Linked DNA regions of Mus musculus: regions 2, 3, 4 and 5 are each linked to region 1. The links are chromatin contacts, called in public ChIA-PET, HiChIP or PLAC-seq and promoter capture Hi-C maps. All regions are on one chromosome and are shown on one strand. The core of a region is the stretch at or near the end of the contact, and the rest is flanking DNA. Distances in the headings are between cores, read along the strand shown.

The links. Promoter capture Hi-C pulls out the DNA fragments that hold promoters and counts their contacts. ChIA-PET counts read pairs in DNA pulled down with a chosen protein or histone mark. HiChIP or PLAC-seq counts read pairs in DNA pulled down with a chosen protein or histone mark.
Region 2: an H3K27ac HiChIP or PLAC-seq map of embryonic stem cells shows a contact between it and region 1, with 2.9 times the contacts expected there. The contact joins the enhancer-like site here to the promoter of Lyrm2 in region 1. A contact is called at or near these places in 6 of 39 promoter capture datasets (the C10 cell line, cranial neural crest, embryonic stem cells and 3 more), 7 of 115 datasets of contacts at active chromatin or transcription factors (bone marrow-derived macrophages, differentiating embryonic stem cells, embryonic stem cells and 2 more) and 1 of 9 other capture datasets (liver).
Region 3: an H3K27ac HiChIP or PLAC-seq map of trophoblast stem cells shows a contact between it and region 1, with 15 times the contacts expected there. The contact joins the promoter of Rngtt here to the promoter of Lyrm2 in region 1. A contact is called at or near these places in 15 of 39 promoter capture datasets (the 3T3-L1 cell line, the C10 cell line, cranial neural crest and 8 more), 5 of 484 Hi-C or Micro-C datasets (the AML12 cell line, CD8 T cells, memory CD8 T cells and 2 more), 6 of 115 datasets of contacts at active chromatin or transcription factors (bone marrow-derived macrophages, embryonic stem cells, forebrain and 3 more) and 1 of 9 other capture datasets (liver).
Region 4: a contact with region 1 is called in a promoter capture Hi-C map of liver. The contact joins the enhancer-like site here to the promoter of Lyrm2 in region 1. A contact is called at or near these places in 11 of 39 promoter capture datasets (the 3T3-L1 cell line, the C10 cell line, the HPC-7 cell line and 7 more), 7 of 115 datasets of contacts at active chromatin or transcription factors (bone marrow-derived macrophages, differentiating embryonic stem cells, embryonic stem cells and 1 more) and 1 of 9 other capture datasets (macrophages).
Region 5: an RNA polymerase II ChIA-PET map of memory CD8 T cells shows a contact between it and region 1, with 134 read pairs. The contact joins the promoter of Srsf12 here to the promoter of Lyrm2 in region 1. A contact is called at or near these places in 9 of 39 promoter capture datasets (the C10 cell line, the HPC-7 cell line, cranial neural crest and 6 more), 1 of 484 Hi-C or Micro-C datasets (embryonic stem cells) and 7 of 115 datasets of contacts at active chromatin or transcription factors (bone marrow-derived macrophages, embryonic stem cells, large pre-B cells and 2 more).

The regions. Positions count from the first base shown.
Region 1 is chr4:32,798,534-32,802,565 of GRCm38.p6, forward strand. It overlaps Lyrm2 (LYR motif containing 2), which reads left to right and starts at 1,726. Exons shown (of 3, transcript NM_175364.4): 1 at 1,726-1,802; 2 at 2,077-2,217; 3 at 2,610-3,735. The coding sequence starts at 1,758. The coding sequence ends at 2,690.
Region 2 is chr4:33,263,536-33,267,531 of GRCm38.p6, forward strand. No RefSeq gene overlaps it. Among named protein-coding and RNA genes, the nearest start is that of Pnrc1, 17 kb to the left of the region's middle. Within about 2 kb of position 1,901, at least 26 of the 459 cell types and tissues checked have an H3K27ac peak or open chromatin away from gene starts, as enhancers often do. A contact at or near this core is called in bone marrow-derived macrophages, differentiating embryonic stem cells and embryonic stem cells, where this site is marked.
Region 3 is chr4:33,307,907-33,312,059 of GRCm38.p6, forward strand. It overlaps Rngtt (RNA guanylyltransferase and 5'-phosphatase), which reads left to right and starts at 2,405. Exons shown (of 16, transcript NM_011884.3): 1 at 2,405-2,618. The coding sequence starts at 2,555.
Region 4 is chr4:33,288,541-33,292,655 of GRCm38.p6, forward strand. No RefSeq gene overlaps it. Among named protein-coding and RNA genes, the nearest start is that of Rngtt, 20 kb to the right of the region's middle. Within about 2 kb of position 1,746, at least 183 of the 459 cell types and tissues checked have an H3K27ac peak or open chromatin away from gene starts, as enhancers often do. A contact at or near this core is called in bone marrow-derived macrophages, hippocampal neurons and liver, where this site is marked.
Region 5 is chr4:33,206,978-33,210,927 of GRCm38.p6, forward strand. Srsf12 (serine and arginine-rich splicing factor 12) reads left to right here and starts at 2,295. Exons shown (of 5, transcript NM_001372518.1): 1 at 2,295-2,393. The coding sequence starts at 2,329.

The DNA of each region.
Region 1 (4,032 bases), core at 476-2,975:
TGCTCTTCCAAAGGTCCTGAGTTCAAATCCCAGCAACCACATGGTGACTTCCAACCATCTGTAATGGGATCCGATGCCCTCTTCTGGTGTGTCTGAAGATGACTACAGTGTACTCATATATATAAAATAAACACATTTTAAAAAATAAAATTAAAATAAAAGTCACTAAAAGAAGTGAGAAATGAAGTGACTAAGGTAATGTCTTTTTGTCCCGATCTTACCCTGCTTTGTGTTGGCTCAGGCACATATTTAGTCCCTTAAACCCCTTGAATCGTCACATCCATTATGGCAACACATTTGGGACTTTCCATGGCCTCAGATACATAATCAAAATATCTTCTGGTTGTGTAGTCAAAACAAATACTACCATATTCCTGACTTACACCTGACAATGATGGCATTGCGTCTTTTGTCTTTAAAAAGACTGTACGCTGAGCTTTGGCGCTGAGAGTTATTTGAGGCAAGAACCTACTCTCAGTCAATTAAGTAACACTGCATTGACCTTCAAAGCTTTCCTACTCAAAGTATAAATCTTTGAGACAGGGAGTATATATCTATATGACAACATTGCCTGTGGCTAACATGAGTGTAGAGAAAAGAATGTACAAAATACCTGTTCTCGGTGCCCAATTTAGACCCAGCACTAATTATGAATCTTATAAATATCCCCAGGTGATGTGGAAATTAGCTCAGTGCCTTTCCAAGGGTCATAGAAAATATCCTAACAAGAAACTACTGGATCTGCCAGAACAACAACATAAAAAGCAAAATTTATAGCTTGATACCTGGCCGAGATAAAACAAGACTGATCGAATTATTTAGACAATAAAAGACCCTGCATTCAAAAAGATTACTACAATGACCTGAGAAAGTCATGAATTATTTAATAAATGATCTTGAATTTTTAGTCTAGTGGCTGGAAAAGAACTTAGATCCATAGTGTGTCATAAATGAAAATAACTTACGTGGAGTAAATATAAAACTGATCATAATAATACACTTTTACAACAGCTGTGAGTAGAAGACAATATTGTAAAGTCTCAAAAGAAACAAATATGTTAGCCGGGCATGGTGGCGCACGCCTTTAATCCCAGCACTTGGGAGGCAGAGGCAGGCGGATTTCTGAGTTTGAGGTCAGCCTGGTCTACAGAGCGAGTTCCAGGACAGCCAGGGCTACACAGAGAAACCCTGTCTCGAAAAACCAAAAAAAGAAACAAATATGTTAATGTAGAGTTAAAGCTCTCTATATAAAGAAATTATCCAAGGGCCATTGAAATGGCTCAGACATTAAAGGTGCTTTGCCCCAAACCTGATGATACAGGTTTGATCCCCAACGTCCCATGTTAGAGAAAAATTGAAAAACCAAAACAAAACACGAGAAGCAGATTCAATAACCTGACTTCTGGGTATGTGATGTGGGGGACAAAAACAAAAAAGCGAGAGGGCACACGAGTAGGGAAAGCGCACGGAGTCGCAACGATCGAGGCGACCTGCGTGCTGTAGGATAAAGTGTAGAGAAAAAGAGAAGCTTCCAGGATGCAAACGGAATTTGCCAGCATAATGGCGGTCTTCTCAGTTATACACAGCAAGGGTGCTCAAAAGGCACACATTTTCTCCCCTCCCGTAAAAGCGACCGAGCTCCTGGGTTCTCCGCGGAAAACCCAGGACTCGCGCATCCGTCTCCTCCTTCCGCTTCCGTGACCAGGGTGCCCGAGGGCCACTTCCGCTCCTGAGCCGCAGCAGCTTCCGTGGGCAACATGGCGGCATCCCGCTTGCCTCCCGCAGCCCTGACGCTGAAGCAGGTACTGCTGATCTCTCAGCCCCGCGGAGGTGTCCTGTGTGGTCGCGCTCCCCCTGCGACCTGGCTCGCCGCGGCCACCGCGGGCCTCGGCCGACAGCCTCAGCCTCCCGAGGGCGGAGCTGCTAGGCGTGCCCCGCCCTCGCAAGCCGCCCGCCCGCCGGTCCGCAAGGATTCTCTCTTGTTCTGTTTGCTAGCGAGGACCAAAGGGCTATTTCTGCTTGCTGAGTGGAGCCGGCTGGTTTGTGGTAACTTGTCTTTCTCCTTCCCTTGAGCAGTTCATGAGAAGGCAGCAAGTTCTCCTCCTCTACAGAAAGATTTTGCGAGCGATTAGGCAAGTTCCAAGTGATTCTGACCGAAAATACCTTCAGGATTGGGCCAGGGAAGAATTTAAAAGAAACAAAAGTGCCACAGAAGAGGTGAGAGCAAGACCACGCTGGGGCCACGGCTCCTTTGTCCCATTGTATCACTGAGCTTGTGAAGTTTAGCGAACACCTTGGAATATGCCACAGAGAATTTGCTCACTGCCCACTGGGTATTTTACATTTGTTTTGCAGCACATCTGGCTTTGTATTGTGTAGCCTAGCGTCCAGCTTTCCACTTCACACTACTGTTTTTTTTTGGGGGGGGGGGGTGGATGGGGGGAGTGCCTTTTGGTGACAGGATTGAATGTAGTGCCTTGGGCATTGGTAAGCCCACAGCTACAACCTGTAACAGCCACTGTTGGTTCTTGACTGTACCAGATACAATAATAGAACTTTGCCGTGGTTAAGCTGGTAAAACAATGACTAGATTGTCCTTTCCTCCACAGGATACAATCCGAATGATGATAACCCAAGGCAATATGCAGCTAAAGGAACTAGAAAGGACGCTTGCCTTAGCCAACTCGTAACTGGAAGATTTTTCATGTGTTTTGCACAGGCTCCGAGCCACTGTCATAGAGCACCCAAAAAGGTGATAATCACTCTGATCAAGAATATAAGTGAAGCGTGTTAATATTTCCACTACAGTCCGTGGCTGTAATAATTAAACGTGAACTAATGTCAAGATGAGAGGTTGGAATCCTCAATTGCTCAGAGGGAAGGTGAAATGGCAGCCCCTTTGAAAAACAGACGACTAGTTAGCAATTCTTAGAAAGGCAATGAGGACAGGGCTGGTAAAGATAGCTCCTCATGAAGACTCTTGCTGCCAAGGACAGAAGTTTGGTCCCTGTGACACTCATATCGTGGAAAAAAAAAAAAAACCACTCCAGAAAGTTGCCCTCCGACCTCCACACAGGCACTGTGGCACACAAACCAAAATGAGTGTATGTTGTGATGTGATCACAAGCTGTTACAAAGTCAGATGCAGGACTGGCAGTGTACTGCCCTAGAAAAGTGATTCTCTTGCTGTGGGTCATGACCCCTTTGGGGCCAAACAACTCTTTCACGGGGGTCTAGTATTAGGTATTTATGATTCATAACAGCAATATTACAGTTATGAAGTAACAAAATTTTTACAGTTGTGGGTCACCATAAAATTAGAGCTGTATTAAAGGGTCACAGCATTAGGAAGGTTAAGAACTGGCTAGAAACAGCGCTAGATCTTGCTTGAATAACCTGCTTTGTCCTTCAGAGTTCTGAAGTGACTTTCTTCAGGTGTGACATGGTTTGATAACCATAAGACTGAGGTCTCGCGGAGCTTTAGTGGAAATAGCTAAGAACACCAAGAAGAGGGAGCACTGGGTGGGCAGTTCAGCTCCTGCACCTAACATCCTCATGAAATGATGAATCAGAGCACTGACTGCTCTCCCAAAGGTCCAGAGTTCAAATCCCGGCAACCACATGGTGGCTCACAACCGTCTGTAATGAGATCTGGTGCCCTCTTCTGTTGTGTCTGAAGACAGTTACAGTGTACCTATAAATACAATAAACAAATCTTTAAAAAAAAAAAAAAAGAATCATCATTAAGGAGCATTGTACTCTGCATTCTCCTGCAAACACTGGAAAAAGAAATAGGTCACAAAGTTGACAATTTAGTGGAATCTTTGAAAGTGACAGCTTGTTGATGAATCTGAACTTATACTGTGAACAGAAGGCCCATCAACACAGAGAAGCCAAACAGAGGCTGACTAGGATCCTGTGCTGGGGTGCCTGAAAAGACGTGCAGCAGCGCACTGTGCTGGAGCCTTAGGGCCCACGTGCAGTTCTGCATGAGAATGATCTCATGCTCTTAGAAGTCAGGTTTTTAAAAAC
Region 2 (3,996 bases), core at 651-3,150, 470 kb after region 1:
TCTTCTGGTGTGTCTGAAGACAGCTACAGTGTACTTACATATAATAAATAAATCTTTTTTAAAAAAAAGAAAGAAAGAAAGAAAGAAAGAAAGCAGGCTGAGCAAGCCATGCTGAGCAAGCCAGTAAGCAGCACCCCTCCATGGCCTCGGCATCAGCTCCTGCCTTCAGGCTTCAGCCCTGGTTGAGTTCCTGTCCTGTCTTCCTTCAATGATGAACAGCAATGTAGAAGTGTAAACTGAATAAGCCCTTTCCTTCCCAACCTGCTTTTGGTCATGCTGTTTTGTTGCATGACCTAACCCTAACTAAAACACACAGTAAGACCCCATCTCAAAACAACAACAGAAATTTTTAATGATTCACTATTGACTGTCTAACTTGCATCAGCACTATCGTCAGGATGAAAGCTCTCAGCCCCATGTCTGCCTGCTGCCTTCCACACTTTCTGCCATGATGTTCCTGGACTAACCTTCTAAATGTGTAAATAAACCCCCAAATAAATGCTTTCTTCTGGAAGAGTTGCCTTGGTCATGGACGTTGCACTAAGGGACAGAAATTAAGACAGAGAGATGACTCAAAGGTTAAGAGCACTGACTGCTCTGGCAGGGACCTGGCTTCAGTTCCCAGGACCCACATAGTGGCTCACAACCACCAGGGGACTGGACCCCTCTTTTGTGTGTGCCAGGGATGCACACAAGATGCACATTCATGTACACATGTAGGCAAAACAGCCATACACATTTATTTTCCAATTGTGAGACACAGGCTTACAATGTAGTCCTGACTGCTCTCAAACTTACAGCAATCCTCCTGACTTGGCCTCCAGTGGGAGTGAAATTGAAGGTATGAACTAACACACCTGACTTAAATATACTTTTGTTAGGTTTTCTTCATACTGGAGATCAAACTCAGGGCTTCGTGCATGCTAGACAAATACTCTACCACTGAGTTAGACCTGTAGCTCACCAACTGGTGTATGATAGAAGCCAAAAAAATGCACACTGGGGGAAAGAGAACATCTTCAACAAATGATGCTGGGAAAATGGAGTGTCCATATTTTGAAGAAAAATGAAGTTATATCTATATCTGTTACTCTGCACAAAAATCAACTCTAAGTGAATTGAAGACTTTAATGTGAAACCTGACTAGAAACCCTAAGACTTCTAGAAGAAAACATGGGCAGAAAAGGAATTTATAAGTCGGACTCTGTCTGTTCAGGAATTAAAGATGACAATTGACAAATGAGCCTTCATAAAACTTAAAAGCGCCTGTACAGCACAGGGAGCAGTGAAGAGAAGAGCGAGCCTCAGAGCGGGAGAGAACCTTTGCTAGCTGCATAAAGCTGACAGAAGATTAATACCTAGAATATGCAAAGAACTCAAGAAAAAAAGAGTTAAGTAAACACCCAAGGCAAGACGGGATTGTTGAAGACACTCCATATTCTGGACACAGGAGGTGCTGGACTTGAGCTAGAACTGGCCTGGACGCTTCCTTTTCAAGGAACTTTCTGAAGATGTTATGCAAGCTCCGAAGGGAGAGGAAAAGTCTGTGATCCTACCTAACTGTCAAACTATGAACCATGGTGATGACTGGTTCAGTAAGATATCACCAAAGGCAAGCAACTGCTGCTCTGGGAGGAAACACCAGTTCTTTGCGTAAATGAGTTCCCTGATTGTTGCGGTGAATTTGGGCTACACCACTTAGTGCTCACGGTGGGTGTGGGTGGTGGGTCACGTGCTCCCAGCCACCGGCCCAGGAATTCTTCCGATGAAAGACACACACACTTTAGCCCAATTTTGAAATGCTGGGATTAGCTTAAAAGCTGAGCAGTTCTACACCTCTTGCTGCTACCCCAGGCCGATTGGGGAAGTGGCCAGTGGCCACCCACTCAATTCTCACATGGCTAGTTGGCTTTCTCTCCAGCAGCTCCTAAATCTCATTCGCCCCCCTCCCCCACACCCAGTCACAGGGATTCTCTTCTCTCTTCCTCTCTCCAGTGTCCTAGCCCTCACAAACCCAAGGGACACACCCCATCTTTCTTTGCTCAGCCATTGGCCGCTGGCATCTTTATTGATTGGTTAAAAACCAATTGAGGACAAGGACCTTCAGAGTTAGACCCAATCCCCAACACCTGAAGGGTTATCAAATCCAAGTACATTCAAGCCACACTAAATGAACTCAATAAGTTATGTAGCCGGGCAGTGGTGGCGCACGCTTTTAATCCCAGCACTTGGGAGGCAGAGGCAGGCAGATTTCTGAGTTCGAGGCCAGCATTCACACTACAGAGTAAATTCCAGGACAGCCAGGGCTACAAAGAGAAACCCTGTCTCGAAAAACCAAGACTAACTAACTAAATAATTAATAAAGTTACATATGTGTAACAACAATAAAAGTGAAGAAGAGACATGAACCTGAGAAGTTAGAGGGGAGGGGAGGTAAATACTGTGAATACATACAGTCTCCATGAAATTCTCAAAAATTAAAAATTTAAACCTTAAAAGTAAAAAAAAAAAAAAGTTTTATTTTTAAATGTTTTGTTTGCCTCTTGAGAGATCAATTGATTGATTCTTTTGAAGACAGCATCTGTCTTTCTGTGTAGCTTAGTTTCTCTTCCAAAGTTGGGATTACAAGTGTGTGTAGCCATGTAGCCCTGGCTGTCCTGGAACTCACTCTGTAGACCAGGCTGGCCTTGAACTCAGCAATCTGCCTGCCTCTGCCTCCCAAGTGTTGGGATCAAAGGTGTGGGCCACCACACCAGGCTCAGAAAGTGTTTCTTATTGTCTGATGTTTCTTAACATTACAAACCACCTTTTAGTTGCATCTCCAGGTACCCAGCACAGTGCCTGGCACTTTCCCAGTCAATATTCAGAATTGGAAAGAGTATGATGTCATGTGATACCTGTCTTGTTTGGATTCTATTCGTGTGAAAGCTGGACAGTGAAATGGCTCAACCATGAAGGGATTTGCTAGAAAGCCTGTGACCAGGGTTCCATCCCTGAGACTCCAGGGGTTCAAGGGGTCCCCTGACCTTCATGTGAACGCTGTGGCACATGTGTGTGCTTACTTGCATGTACATAGATGCTCACACATGAATGTGAAAAAATGTTTTAAAAAGAGGAGCCATATGTAGATTCTCAAATCAACTCTGGCAAGCACTTCTCTGGAAACTGTGTCAAGGGAACTGACTGAAAATGTGTTTGAAGAAAATTATAGAAAATGAGGATAATTATAGAAAATGAGAACAACAGTTCACATGAATGAAAGCATCATCTAAAACTCATTACTTTATATGCTTTTTAAAGTAATTATATTAAAAATAGAGGGTGTGACTGCCATTGAGAAGCACCTGGCCCCAGAACCTTTTATTATTTTATTTATTGAGACAGGATCTCATGTATCCCAGGTTAGCTCAGGTTAGCTAAGGATCACCTTGAACTCCTGATCTTCCTTCCTCTATCTCCCCAGTGCTGGGATATCAGGTGTGTAAGGCCATGCCGACTTGCACAGGGTTTGGAGGGTGGCTATGCTCCCGACTCTGCCCTAGCACCATACCTTGTGCCATGCTTGGTACTGGGTCCTAGACTTCACGCATACTAGGTATGGTGGTGGTTAGCTATTTGTCAGATTGACATAAACCAGGGTCATCTGGGAAGAGGGCGCGTCACATCAAGAAAGTGAGGCAGTTCTCACATGTGACTGATGTGAGAAGAGCCTGTCCACTGGGGTCAATGCCATTTCTGAGCAGGAGGTTCTGAGACACTGTGGTGGTTTGAATAAGAATGACTTCCAGAGGCTCAAATATTTGAATGCTTAGTCAATAAGGAGGGGCACTAATTGAGAAGGATTAGGAGGAGTGGCCTCTTTGGAGTAGATGTGGATCATTGAGGAAGTGTGTCACTGGGGGGGGTGGGCTTTGATGTTTCAAAATCCCAAGCCAGACCTAGTATCTCTTTCTTCATGCTGCCTGTGAATCTGGGCGTAGAGCTCTCAGCTACATC
Region 3 (4,153 bases), core at 1,155-3,654, 510 kb after region 1:
ATTGACTATCTTTTCTCATCCTATCTTCCCGCAGTGTGGGTAGCAGCCCTCAGGTGTCTTCCAATTTCCTGTTTTCAGATAACTGTTCACCTCCTGAGGCTCAAAGGTCTCACACTTTGTGTGAGTCTTTCAACTTGGAGGGAATGTTTCAATTCTGAAGAACCTGTCACATGACCGGGGCTTTACAGAGAGAATGAGATTGTCTGTAATGTCAGGGTAAGCAAGCATGGGTACGATTTCGATTTTGACCAATATTAGAAAAAAAAAAAGGCAATCAGAAGGAAAGAAAAGTTATGCTTTTTTAAAATTAAGAAACAGGCAGAAAGCAGAGAGAATTAGTGAAAATCTTTAAGTAACTCTATTACGGGGGGGGGGGGGGAGGACTTTGGGTATGTAAATACAGTATCTCATTAGGGGGAGAATAAGCAGAAATTATTCCTTCCAACTCCTCAGCAGGCCTGCCTAGGCAAACTAGCAGCTCTCCTGGTCAGATGATTGACACTCTAAAGGGTGGGATCAATAGTAAAAAAAAAAAAAAAAGCTGTAAATTTAGTCAGATTGTGCCTCCCTTCACCTAAGGCCAGAGGTAGGATTTAGATTTATTCTTTTGAGCCTTCGTTTGATTACTTTTGTTGTCACTGTAAATCAAACCCTGGTTGAAAGCTCCTTCGGGAGGAAAGGATTTCTTTGGCCTTTTGGTCCATCAAGAAAGGAAGCAAGGGCAGGAGCCTGAAGGCAGGAACTCTGGAGAAACTCAGGCTGACATCCCTGGCTTGCTCAGCTAGCTTCCCTATACAGCCTTGCCAGTTGATTTTGGTGTTCAACCTCCTGGTTGCAAGTCCCTAGAAAACCTCTATCTTCAAAAATTAAAAAATTTTTACATTACAATTCATAACAGTAGCAAAATTAAGTTATGAAGTGGCAACAAAAATAATTTTATGGCTGGGGCCCCATATCATGAGGAGCTGTATTAAAAGGGTCTCGGCATTAGGAAGGTTGAGAACCACTAACCCATCGGATCAGGAATGGCTTGGCTCTCTGCCATTGATTAGTGTCATAGTTTGGGGTTCCATTGCTGTGAAGTCACACCATGACCAGGACAACATTTAATTGTAGCTGACTTACAGGTTCAGATGTTCAGTCCATTATCATAAAGGCATGAAACATGGCAGTATCCAGGCAAACATGGTGCTGGAGAAAGCTGAGAGTTCTATGTCTTGATCCAACTGCGGCTAGGAGGAGACTGTCTCTGCCAGACTTGATCATGTGCGAGCGTGCGTGCGTGCGCGCACGCGTGCACACACACACACACACACACACACACGCACGCACACACACAGAGACCTCAAAGCCCACCCCACAGTGACACACTTCCTCTAACAAGGCTACACCTCCTCCAATAAGGCCATACTTAACAGTGCCCCTTCCCATGGGCAAAGCACAGTCAAACCACCACAATTAGCAATCAAGAAAATGCCCAATAGACAGGGCCACAGGTCAATTAGGTCCTCAATCGAGGTTTCCTCTTCTCAGGCATGTCAAGTTGATGACTGAAGGGATTATAAGGAAGAACCAGCTTGCTCCTAGTGGCCCACAACCAAGCTTATAGCTACAGCTTTTCATATGGTGTTTTAAATCTCAAGAATGGGCGAAGCCGGGTGTGGTGGCGCAAGCCTTTGATCCCAGCACTCGGGAGGCAGAGGCAGGTGGATTTCTGAGTTCGAGGCCAGCCTGGTCTACAAAGTGAGTTCCAGGACAGCCAGGACTATACAGAGAAACCTTGTCTCGAAAAACCAAAAAAAAAAAAAAAAAAAAAAAAAAAAAAAAGGTGAAAACCAGCAATAAACAAAACAAACAAACACCACATCAAAACCATCTGCTCCAGAAATGATAGTCTTAAGGCTTCTGGAACTAATTTTTGATGTTTTATGGGTCGTCGGAAGCACGTCCCCTACACTTCGCCAAAAAAAGAAAACTCATTTATAATAACCTAGACTCTGGTTTTCCGGACTTTTTGATGCAGGTAAAGGGAGGATTCTCAAATGACCCAGATCCAGCAGAGACATCAAATTTGAGCTATGATTAACGGAAAAGCACTTTTTCACCTGTGAAATACCCTTCTGAATGTAGCAGGTCAGTCCACAGGTGGAAAGAAGCTTGGATTCCTTCTACTTTGGGGGTTTCTCCGGTTTAGATGGAAAAAAAGAGACACCAGTCATTAGAGTACTCACAAAGGCAAAACAGGGGCGGGGCGTGGCAGAGGCCGGCGCCCTGAGATACAGGGGCGGGGCTGAAGGGGGCGGGCCAGGTGGAACCGCCTATCTAGTTCTCAGCAGCTTCCCCTCCCTCACTTGGGCGGGGCTTCCATTTCGCCTGACCTCGGAAGAAAGGGGGCGGGCCCTTTGGGGCGGAAGTCGCAGTGCATTGTGGGTTCGCCGGGAGCCGCGGAGTCGAACCTGAATGAAAGTGGCGCGCCGCTGAGGACCCGGGTAGAGCTGCTGCCGTTGGGGTCCGGGCTGGTTTGCTGTGGAGCTATCGGCGAGGCGGCACAGACATGGCTTACAACAAGATCCCGCCGCGGTGGCTGAACTGTCCGCGGCGCGGTCAGCCGGTGGCAGGTACCCGGGAGGGGGCTGCGGGAGGGTTCGAATCTCACTGCGCCGGCCGGGCCTGGGGGACCGCGCGCTTGGTGGTCGCCAGTCGGGACTCCCGCAAGGCGGAGGAGTGAGGACCGGAGGTGGACCAGACGCTTCTAGAGCTTAAAGTTTGTGAACCTCTTTGTGATATTTTGGAGACTGGGTCTCGCTGTCTTGGCGAGACTTGTTTTCGGAAAGAGAGTAGCTGGGTGTGAGCCTGGAAATTGAAGGAAAGCTTAAAGAGACGCGAGGCTGGATAGCGGGGGACTTTTGGTTTTGTTATTAAAAATTGACTTTTTGCGGAATGTTGCCATCTTGAGTTTGACGTATAGTGGACTCATCCCCGAACTTGCGAGCTGGGATTATAGGCTCGGGTCACTGCTTGGCTAAAAGAACAGTGACTTCAAAGTGTACAGTTTGATAGTTTTGGACCACACACATGTATTCCAGGGAATACACATGAAATAACGGAGGCACAGTTCTCTGAATCCGTGGAGACATCGCACATGGTAACTTTAAAGGACCAGGCTCCACAGTTACCAGCAACCGGGTTAGATAGCAATTAGGAACTTTGTCTGCTGGACCTAGAAGCCAAAAACATTTTTGTGATTAAAATTGAGGAAGGAATACAAGTTCTGTTTTCACAGGATTTACTCAGCTATAGAGTAATTATCGGGCAGGTGTTTGCAAAGATCTGCTAAGTCTCCTTATCGGAGTTATGAGACATAAGCGTTTCCTTTCTCTCTTTTTAGCTATCTGAACACCAGGCAAAATACAGTGAGCTGTGGCTCCCTATTGAGGAGCTAGCTGGTACCCACACTCTCTTAGAAGCCCACACCCTTGCTTTCTGGTTGTCTTTATTCTGAGTGACTCTCTTTTTCTTTTCTTTCTTTCTTTTTTCTTTTTTTTTTTTTTGTTTTGTTTTGTATTTTTTCGACACAGGGTTTCTCTGTATAGCCCTGGCTGTCCTGGAGCTCACTTTGTAGACCAGGCTGGCCTCGAACTCAGAAATCCGCCTGCCTCTGCCTACCGAGTGCTGGGATTAAAGGCGTGTACCACGCCCGGCTTTTTCTTAACTCTTGAGCTAAAACCTGTATATTAAAACTGTAACTTTTTGTTTTAAAGCTGTGCTGGGTAACACAAAGCAGGAAGTTTTAGGATGGAGCTTATGTGAAGATTTCAGCACATATAGGAAGAAACAGTTGTGTTATGCGTGGGTCAGGATGTGGTGGTTAACTGGGTATCTTTTCTGGCGTCATTTGGAATTAAATTTAGGGAGTCTCAGAATTTTTGCCACCTTCAAAATTTCTTGCTCCCCCCTCTCTTATTTATGTTGCTTTACATTATGTGGATGTAACACTTGTATGAACACTTGTACCCATGGCAGGAGATTCCAGTAAGCACCAATTATGTGGTGACAGATAAATGGGAGTGGTGGCATTCTAAGACTAACAAGGACCCACGGGCTCTGCTGCTACAGTTCGTCTCTAGACCTGGCCATGCTGACACCAAGTCAT
Region 4 (4,115 bases), core at 496-2,995, 490 kb after region 1:
TGTGTGTGTGTGTGTGTGAGAGAGAGAGAGAGAGACAGAGACAGAGACAGAGACCACATAAGGGTAGGGCACACCCCACAGTGCTTGTACAGAGGTCAAAGGACAGTTTGGGGAATGGATTGTCTCCTTCCATTACGTGACTATAGGGATAAAACTCAAGTTGCTAGGCTTAGTGACAAGTGTCTTTATAGTGGAGCCATCTTGGGCAGCCCTGTTTTGATTTTAGAGCCTGACTCTTGTAAGAGGGCCCTGGCTGGCCTGGAGCTCACACGGATCCTCCAGCTTCATCATCACAGGCAAATGCTACCATGCCCGGTTAGTGAAGATTTCTAAGGACCAGGCTGCACTAGGATTATAACTCCCAGAGCCAGGTTGTGAGGGGATCTGGCTTGATAATCCCCCAAGGAGTTCCACTACCCAAAGGGCCTGATGACACACTGGGTAGAGTTGGCTAGAATATATGTAGTTTTTTTCTCCTACCATCTCAATAATTCAGGAAAGCACCCCCTTAGAGAAGAACCCCCATAGAGATGTATTTTCTGTTTCATATGGTTCCAGAAAGGTATAGAGACTCTCTCTCTCTATGCCCTGTCTCCAGAGTCTTCCTTCCCAGTCTACACAGCCAGCAACACCTTCCATGACTACAGCGATATCTGAAATGCTCACCCACATTACAGAAGCGATTAGATAACAATCTCTTTGGTTGCAGAGCAGTCCTGGGGATGCATTTGAACACAGTGCCGCAGGCTCCTCTCTGAGACTTGGCACTGCAGCTTACTGATCACCTCTTAGGAAGCCCTGCGTCTGCAATTGGGTCACCTCAACCATTTTGTATTAACTCTTAGTTTGCTGTATATGGTGAACGTACCGACCGCAAAGCTGACTCCTTACCCTATGATATCTCACCAAATATATGCTCACTTCCCCATTTTGATTGACTTTAGGCGAATGGTAGAATGAAACTTTAAATACAGACCCAGGGTCCCCAACAAATGGTGTGAAATGACGGTGTTATAACAGGAAGGGTAAAATCATTCCAACACGGCAACCGTAAACCTCACCACCACGACATGCCCTCAGTGAGTTCAGATGACCCAGTCCTGCCCTTACCATTGGTGTCTTTCTGTAACTTCCTTCCTATTTACAGTCCCCAGGCAGAAAAACTTACAATGCAACACACAACAAAAACAAAGCAAACTCACCAGGAACCACCTCTCCGGGAGCTTGCTGATCCTGCTAAGACTTAGTGTGGTGAGACTTCTCTGATTGAATCTACACCCAATCAGTCACCAGCAATGAGAAGAAACTCAGACTTAGTCGGTCTGGGTACCAGGGATTTAAAACACTGCAGCTCACTCTCATGGGTAGCCAGGACTGCACCCCAAACCAAAACTTCCTCACATGAATCCACATTGGAACAACTACAATAATATATTTTGAAATCTCTTTCTTACCTCAGCCCAAAATGATTATGATGTGGTTTAAAAAAATTACTTGTTGCAGCAGGAACCCCACTGAAGGGAGAATGCTTGTCTGTCAAGCTGGCCACGGCCCATCTGGGGCTGAGAAAGTCAGTGTAGAAGCAAATTCAGGTACATTTTATCATTCTGGTTTCGGTTTGTCAGGCAACAAGGGGCAGATTTTACAGAAAAATAATTCTTAGAAAACCCCTGATTGGTTGGGGTAGTGTTTCTAGGAGGCTGATTGGACCAAGACTGTTTCCAGGCAGTGGATTGGTCGAGTGGCTGTTTCCAGGCTGTCTAGCCAGTGGATTGCATGGTCTCCAAGGGTTACTCAGACCACAGTGTGCTAACAGGTCTTTAAAGCTTGTGTTTTGGAATAGTAATTTCCCCTATTACAAAAGCGTATTGAAGAAAATGCCAGCACTCTAAGAACACCTCGCAGGGACACTGCCCATTTCTAAAGTGCATCTTCCCTAAGGGCTGCGAGTACTCTCTGATGCAGAAGCTTCCTAAAAGGATTTTTTATTCACAGCTCAAGGGAGTGGCTTGGGCTATTCCATAGAAAACTGGGGGGCTTTTAAAAAGGTAGCCATAGGCCACAGAGTATAGTTCAACTGGTGGCTTGTTTTCTAGCTTCTCTTTCTACTTCTTAAGTACGTAAAGCCATTCTTATTTGATATTGGAAGGAAAACTTGCAAGAAAAATGTAGATTGGGCATGTTAGTTCAAGACTAATCCCAGCACTTAGGAAGTGAAGACAGGAAGGTAAGAAATTCAAGTGTGGTCTCTGGTATGTAACAAAGCTTAGCCTGGGTGGCATGAAACCTTATCTCAACAAACACAAAGAAAACGGGGGCTCCAGGCTATCCTAGTGGGGACAGTGCTTGCTATGCAAGTGTGAGGACCTGGGATTTTAATCAGTGAAGAGATCAAATTCCCAACACTGATGTAGAGATAGTTTATTCAATTCTTAGTTTAGAAAAGCATCTCCCATGTTCAATATTAGCTACTAACCTCTTATATGAGGAAGCTGCAAGAGGGCGGGGAGATGGCTCAGCAGTTAAGAGCACTTGCTGCTCTTTCAGAGGTCCTGAGTTCAATTCTAAGCAGCCTCACGGTGAATCTCGACCATCTATAAAGGGATTTGATGCCCTCTTCTGGCATGCAGGTGTGCAAACACTCAGACATTTTAAAAAAAAAAAGTATCACTAGTTTGAGAGAGAGAGAGAGAGAGAGAGAGAGAGAGAGAGAGAGAGAGAGAGAGAGAGCGTGCTTCAGGACTGAGGCAGGAGGGTCAGGATTTCTAGGTCATCCTTAGCTATATAAAGGGCATTTGAAACCAACATGGCTTACCTACCTGAGACTCTGTCTTCAGAGAAATAAGTGAAATGCAGAATTTCAGGTCCACGCCAAACCTATTGAATTAGATTTTACATTTAATGACCTCGCCAGGTGATGTTGTGCCTTTCAAGTTTCAGGGGCAAAGTTAAAACCTTGGGCCCCGAAAGGTTAATTTTTTCCCCCTTAAAATCTAATATACATATAGAGTCCAAGCTAGCCTGATTCCAGGTCTTCCTGCTCGAGCCTCTGGAGTACTGAGCTTACAGGCACGCACTGCATTACCTGGCAGTCTTCAGCTAGGTGTGACAGATGGTAGAATGCTTGAGCTGTGTGGGTGATATGGTGATAGGACACTGTGGTTGTAGAGGCTGGAGCAGGAGATCCTCCTGGATCTATAGTAAGTCTAAGTAACTATATAGGCTTGGATGTAGGTCAGATGATAGCATGTTTGCCTTATAACGTACAGAGTTCTGGGTTTTGTTTGCCTCTGTCCCCAGAGGCGAACAAAATGAGATGTGATAGAAAGCGCCTATAATTCCAGCACTCAAGTAGAATAGGGACCATCAGGAGTTCACGTTCATCCTTGGGTACTCAGGGAGTTTGAGGCCACCCTGGGACACGTGAGACTCGGTCGCAAACAAACACAAAACTTGCAAACCAGAAATCAATGAATGAAAGAAGTCCTGGTTGAGAGTCAATAAATCTGTAGTTTTGTAAAGTTGTATGTGATGGCACACACCTATAATACCAACATTTGAGGGGGGAGGGGAGGAGGAGGAGCAGGAGCAGGAGGAGAAGCAGGAGGAGGAGGAGGAGGAGAAGGAGGAGGAGCAGGAGGAGCAGGAGCAGGAGCAGGAGGAGGAGAGCAGAAGCAGGAGCAGGAGCAGGAGGAGCAGGAGCAGGAGCAGGAGCAGGAGGAGCAGGAGCAGGAGGAGCAGGAGCAGGAGGAGCAGGAGCAGGAGCAGGAGCAGGAGCAGGAGCAGGAGGAGCAGGAGCAGGAGGAGCAGGAGGAGGAGCAGGAGCAGGAGCAGGAGCGAGTTCTAGGTCAGCCTGGGAGACAGAGCCAGACCCTTCTTTTCTCAACAGGAAAGAAAACATCTGAAACCCATAAGTGACAGAGCTGGGGTACGATGAAGCTGTCCTGGCAGATTGCAGTTTTTCATATTCTCCCTGAACTGAGAAACCCGATTCTCTCAAAGTCTACAGGGTCCCATATCTATTAAGCATAGCTGTGCACACCAGCAATAATTGGTGTGAAAACTGTCTTATCTCAACTGAAAGGGAAATCAGCAGCCCATTGAAATCGGTTGAA
Region 5 (3,950 bases), core at 1,045-3,544, 410 kb after region 1:
CCTGCAATTTCTCATTTCCTCCTCCTTCTCTTCCTCTTCTTCCTCCTTTTCCTCCTCCTCCTTGTGGACTGTCACAACGCTGGCACTCAAGCCCAAGGCCTCACGCTCACTAGTGCCCTGTCACGGATCTACATTCCAGCTCTGTGGCAGGGATTTCAATTGCATCTTTTTAACTCTACTTTTTTTTTTTTTTTAAAGTAAAATAGAAAAGCATGGTGGTGCATGCCTGTAATTCCAGTGGTACAGAGTCTGATGTGGGAGGATTGCTGCAACTGCAACCCTACCTGGGGCTACAACTGTGAGTACTAAACCAGCCATGCTATAAAATGAGACCCTGTCTCCAAGGGGAGAAAAGGTAAAAATAATTATAGTATCTAAATGAGAAAAGATACAAGGGCATCTCAAAATACTTTAAAAACAGAAGTCCTGTTTTGGGGAGAAAATAAGCATGAAATAGACCAAAAATTTTCAGGAAGATCTCCCTAGCCACGTTGTCACTCTAAGCTAACTTTTTATTCTTTTCATTTAAAATGTTTCTATTTTAATGGAGGAAAGAGGGTTACACTTGTGTGACATGTGCTGGAGAAGGCTGCAGGGTGACTCTCACTCCACAACTCCACAAGTATGTCTTCTCCCAAGGTGGCATCCCTCACTAAAACTGAAGATTTGGACCTCTCCATTTCTTCAGGGATTGCTGGCCATTGAGTTCCTGGGATTCACCTGTCTCTGACCTCACGATGCTGAGGTCACAGGGGTGTGGCTTTGTGATGCTGGGTCACAGGGGTGTGGCCATGCCCAGGATTTTTACAAGTGGGTGTTGGGAACTCTGAGTCAGTGCACTGTAAGCACTCTTATGTACTGAGCCTTCATCACAGTCACTAGGATCATTGCACTCCTTCATACACCTCTGAACTCTGTACAGCATCGCCTGCTGCTTTGAAGAGATGATTCAACAAAGCAGTACTTTTGGTTATAAAGCCTACAACTTTGGATGAATATGATTTAAAAAAAAAAATCTAGGACACGGAGGGCTTTTAGTCTGGACCCTCAAGAGTACCAGAAAAAAACATCGAAAAAGCAATAACACATAGCTATATTAGTTACTGAACATGGTTGCTTAAGACACCGGCCAAGCTTAATGCAGTATTCCTTTTGTCAAACTATTATTTTTATTGTATGTGTAAGTGTTTTGCCTACTTGTGTGCCTTGCATCCCACTGAGGCCAGAAGAGGGTGTTGGACACCCTGGAACTGTAAGCCACCACGTGGACACTGGGAGAGGAACCCGGCCGGGTCCACTGCAAGAGCAGCAAGCGCTCTTGACTGCTGAACCTTCTCTCCAGCCCCCACCTCGAAGCTACCCCGGTGTAATATCATTTAGTCATCTGCACTTGAAAATGTTCCTGCCTCAGGCTCTCCTACAGGAAGCTGTTGTACTAAAAGAAGTACTTAGCTGCTTCAAAACAGATCTAGAAATTGTAAGAGTAGATCTATGCGCTATCAGTAATGACAGGTCTCAGTTGGCTGGCCTCCAGCTCCTCTATAGTAGATAACTTTTGACCTCCCTGCCATCACTCCTCACCGTCCTCCCCCCCCCCCCCCCCATGCCCTGGGATGACAGGTTCTGCCATAGTCTCTGCTCAGGTACTGGAACAGCGTGCATCCTGCAGGCTAGACAATCACTCTTCCATTGAGTTACATCCCTAGTCTTTTCAAGATAAGTTTCATTAAACCACCAAATGCGTGGCATTATTACACCAGCTCCACTAACCAATACACAGTACTCTCAATTTTCCTAGCATTAAACCCAGCCTGATGTGGAGCCCACTACAAAAGGAATTCTAGGCCTGAGTAAACAAGCAAACAAAAGACCCCAGCCTGCTCTCCCGTCTGGGTTTCTTTGATGCTTACCCTGTTTATTGCCTCGAGGCCTTTTTGCTTAAGCTGCAGTACTGCAGCAGTTCCCCCCACCCCCACCCCCACGCCCGTGTTCAGTCTTTCTTCCCTGAGGGTCGAGTTGATCTCTTTAGGGAAAGGCTGTGGCTAAGCTTGCATGCCCACAAGTGGCTCCCTGACCCTGCACATGGCTCTTTCGAAGCCCTGTCATGAGATCTTTTTCTGGGGCTGTTTGGGAGAGGCAGGTCTCCCTTGGAGCACCTAGCTGGCCTGCAGCGATGGGGGATCGGATCTATTCCCTAGAGGCCCGGGCAGTGGCAAGGTCTGTGCTCGCGCGGCCGCGCAGGCCCCGCGCCCCCCGCCCGCGTCTGCGGCTGCGCGGCCGGCCCGGGAGGGGGCGCGGCGGGCTGCTGGGAGCGGGGCCGCGAGAGGCATGTCTCGCTACACCAGGCCCCCCAACACCTCCCTGTTCGTCAGGAACGTCGCAGACGCCACCAGGTGAGTGGAGACCGGACCCCGCGGGGGCACGGGCCGGGGCGCCGGGTTGTCGGGGTACGGGGTGGGCAGTGGGGGGCTGTCTGGATGACGATGCCGCCCGGGTACCCCGGGTGCCGAGCTGCAAGCTGTTGGGGTGCCATTTGGGCGTCAGGGTACCGGTCTTGTGTTGGGGCACTGGCCGGGTGTTGGGAATGCTGGCCAGGTGTCGTAGGGGTGCCACTGCGGGCTGTCGGAGTATCTGGGTTTTGGGGTGTGGGCGAGGTGTTGGGGTGCGGTCGTGATGTCAGGTGTTGGCCCGGCGTCAAGGTGCGGGCTGGGTGGCTCCGGCTGTGGTGGCAGTGCTGGCCCTGGCTCTGGTGGCACTGCGCTCTGCAGGCGCCGCCCACTAACCTTCCGGAGGAACTGGGGCTGTCTCCTCCCCAGGATGCACACCTTAGGCCTTGCAATTTCCTCTGCACTGTTCAGACAGTGATTATGGCCCACATTTAATATACAAAAGACTAGTCAGTTCGATTTCTATGGTTTTCTTTGAGTCCTGGGAACAGTCTTAGGCTTCATTATGGTGCAGGAAGTCTTTATTTCCTCCATCCCTCTTTGAAAATTCTGTCCAGATGGTTGCCAGGCATAGAGCTGAAGAAATGCCCTTTTTTCAGACTAGCGCACCTTTTCCTTTAATAGGAGCCGGAGAGAGAATGGGAGGCGTGACACTAATAGACACCTTCATCTTTCATTGGAATTACTTAATCCCCCGTTCTAGTTCTGCCATCTTGGCCACCTATGGAAAAGTTGAAGTTCAAGGGTTTTAAGGAGTTACCTGGACCTAAACAGGCACAAATGTACGCAGCTCTTCAGTTGTTAGTTATCTGAAGTAATCATAATGTATGTTTTGTTTTGTTTTTGTTTTTGTTTTTGTTTTGTTTTGTTTTGTGAGAGAGAGAGAGAGAGAGAGAGAGTAGTATCTAGTCTAGGCTGACCTTGTACTTCTGATCCTGTTACCTTGGCCTCCCTCCCAAGTCCTGGCATTGCAGGTGACCCCCACCACCAAGCTGGGGATTTACTTTTAGGAGAATTAAGAACTTTAAATTTAATCACTGTAAATATTTATGTCACTACTGTAGACTGTGAGTTAATAGAATTTTAAAAGATTCCTGGGTTTTATGGTTCTTCTCTACCTGTTTATCCAAACATCCTCACACAGGAAGCAAAATTAATATTTGGGTAGGCTAAAAGCAGTTAAACAACTTGAACAATAAGCAAAAGGTCTTCATGGCATGCTTACAAAAGAAACCCGGGAGATTCCCAACCCTAGTGGCCACAAGAGCGAGGCAGAGGAATACAGATGAGTGGGGGTACCAGCTTATGAGACGTAGTAGAATGGTACAGACTGCAACAGGTGAGCATGTGTCCTCGAATGGGAAGTCACGTTGCCACCTTTTCCAGTTCTAGAGAATCAAACCCAGTCTGTACATGCTGGGCTCCCTACAGAGCTATACTTACTGGGGCATCCGTTCAATTTTGTAGCCCAACCAGGACTTGGGTTTTCCCTCTTTCTACTTC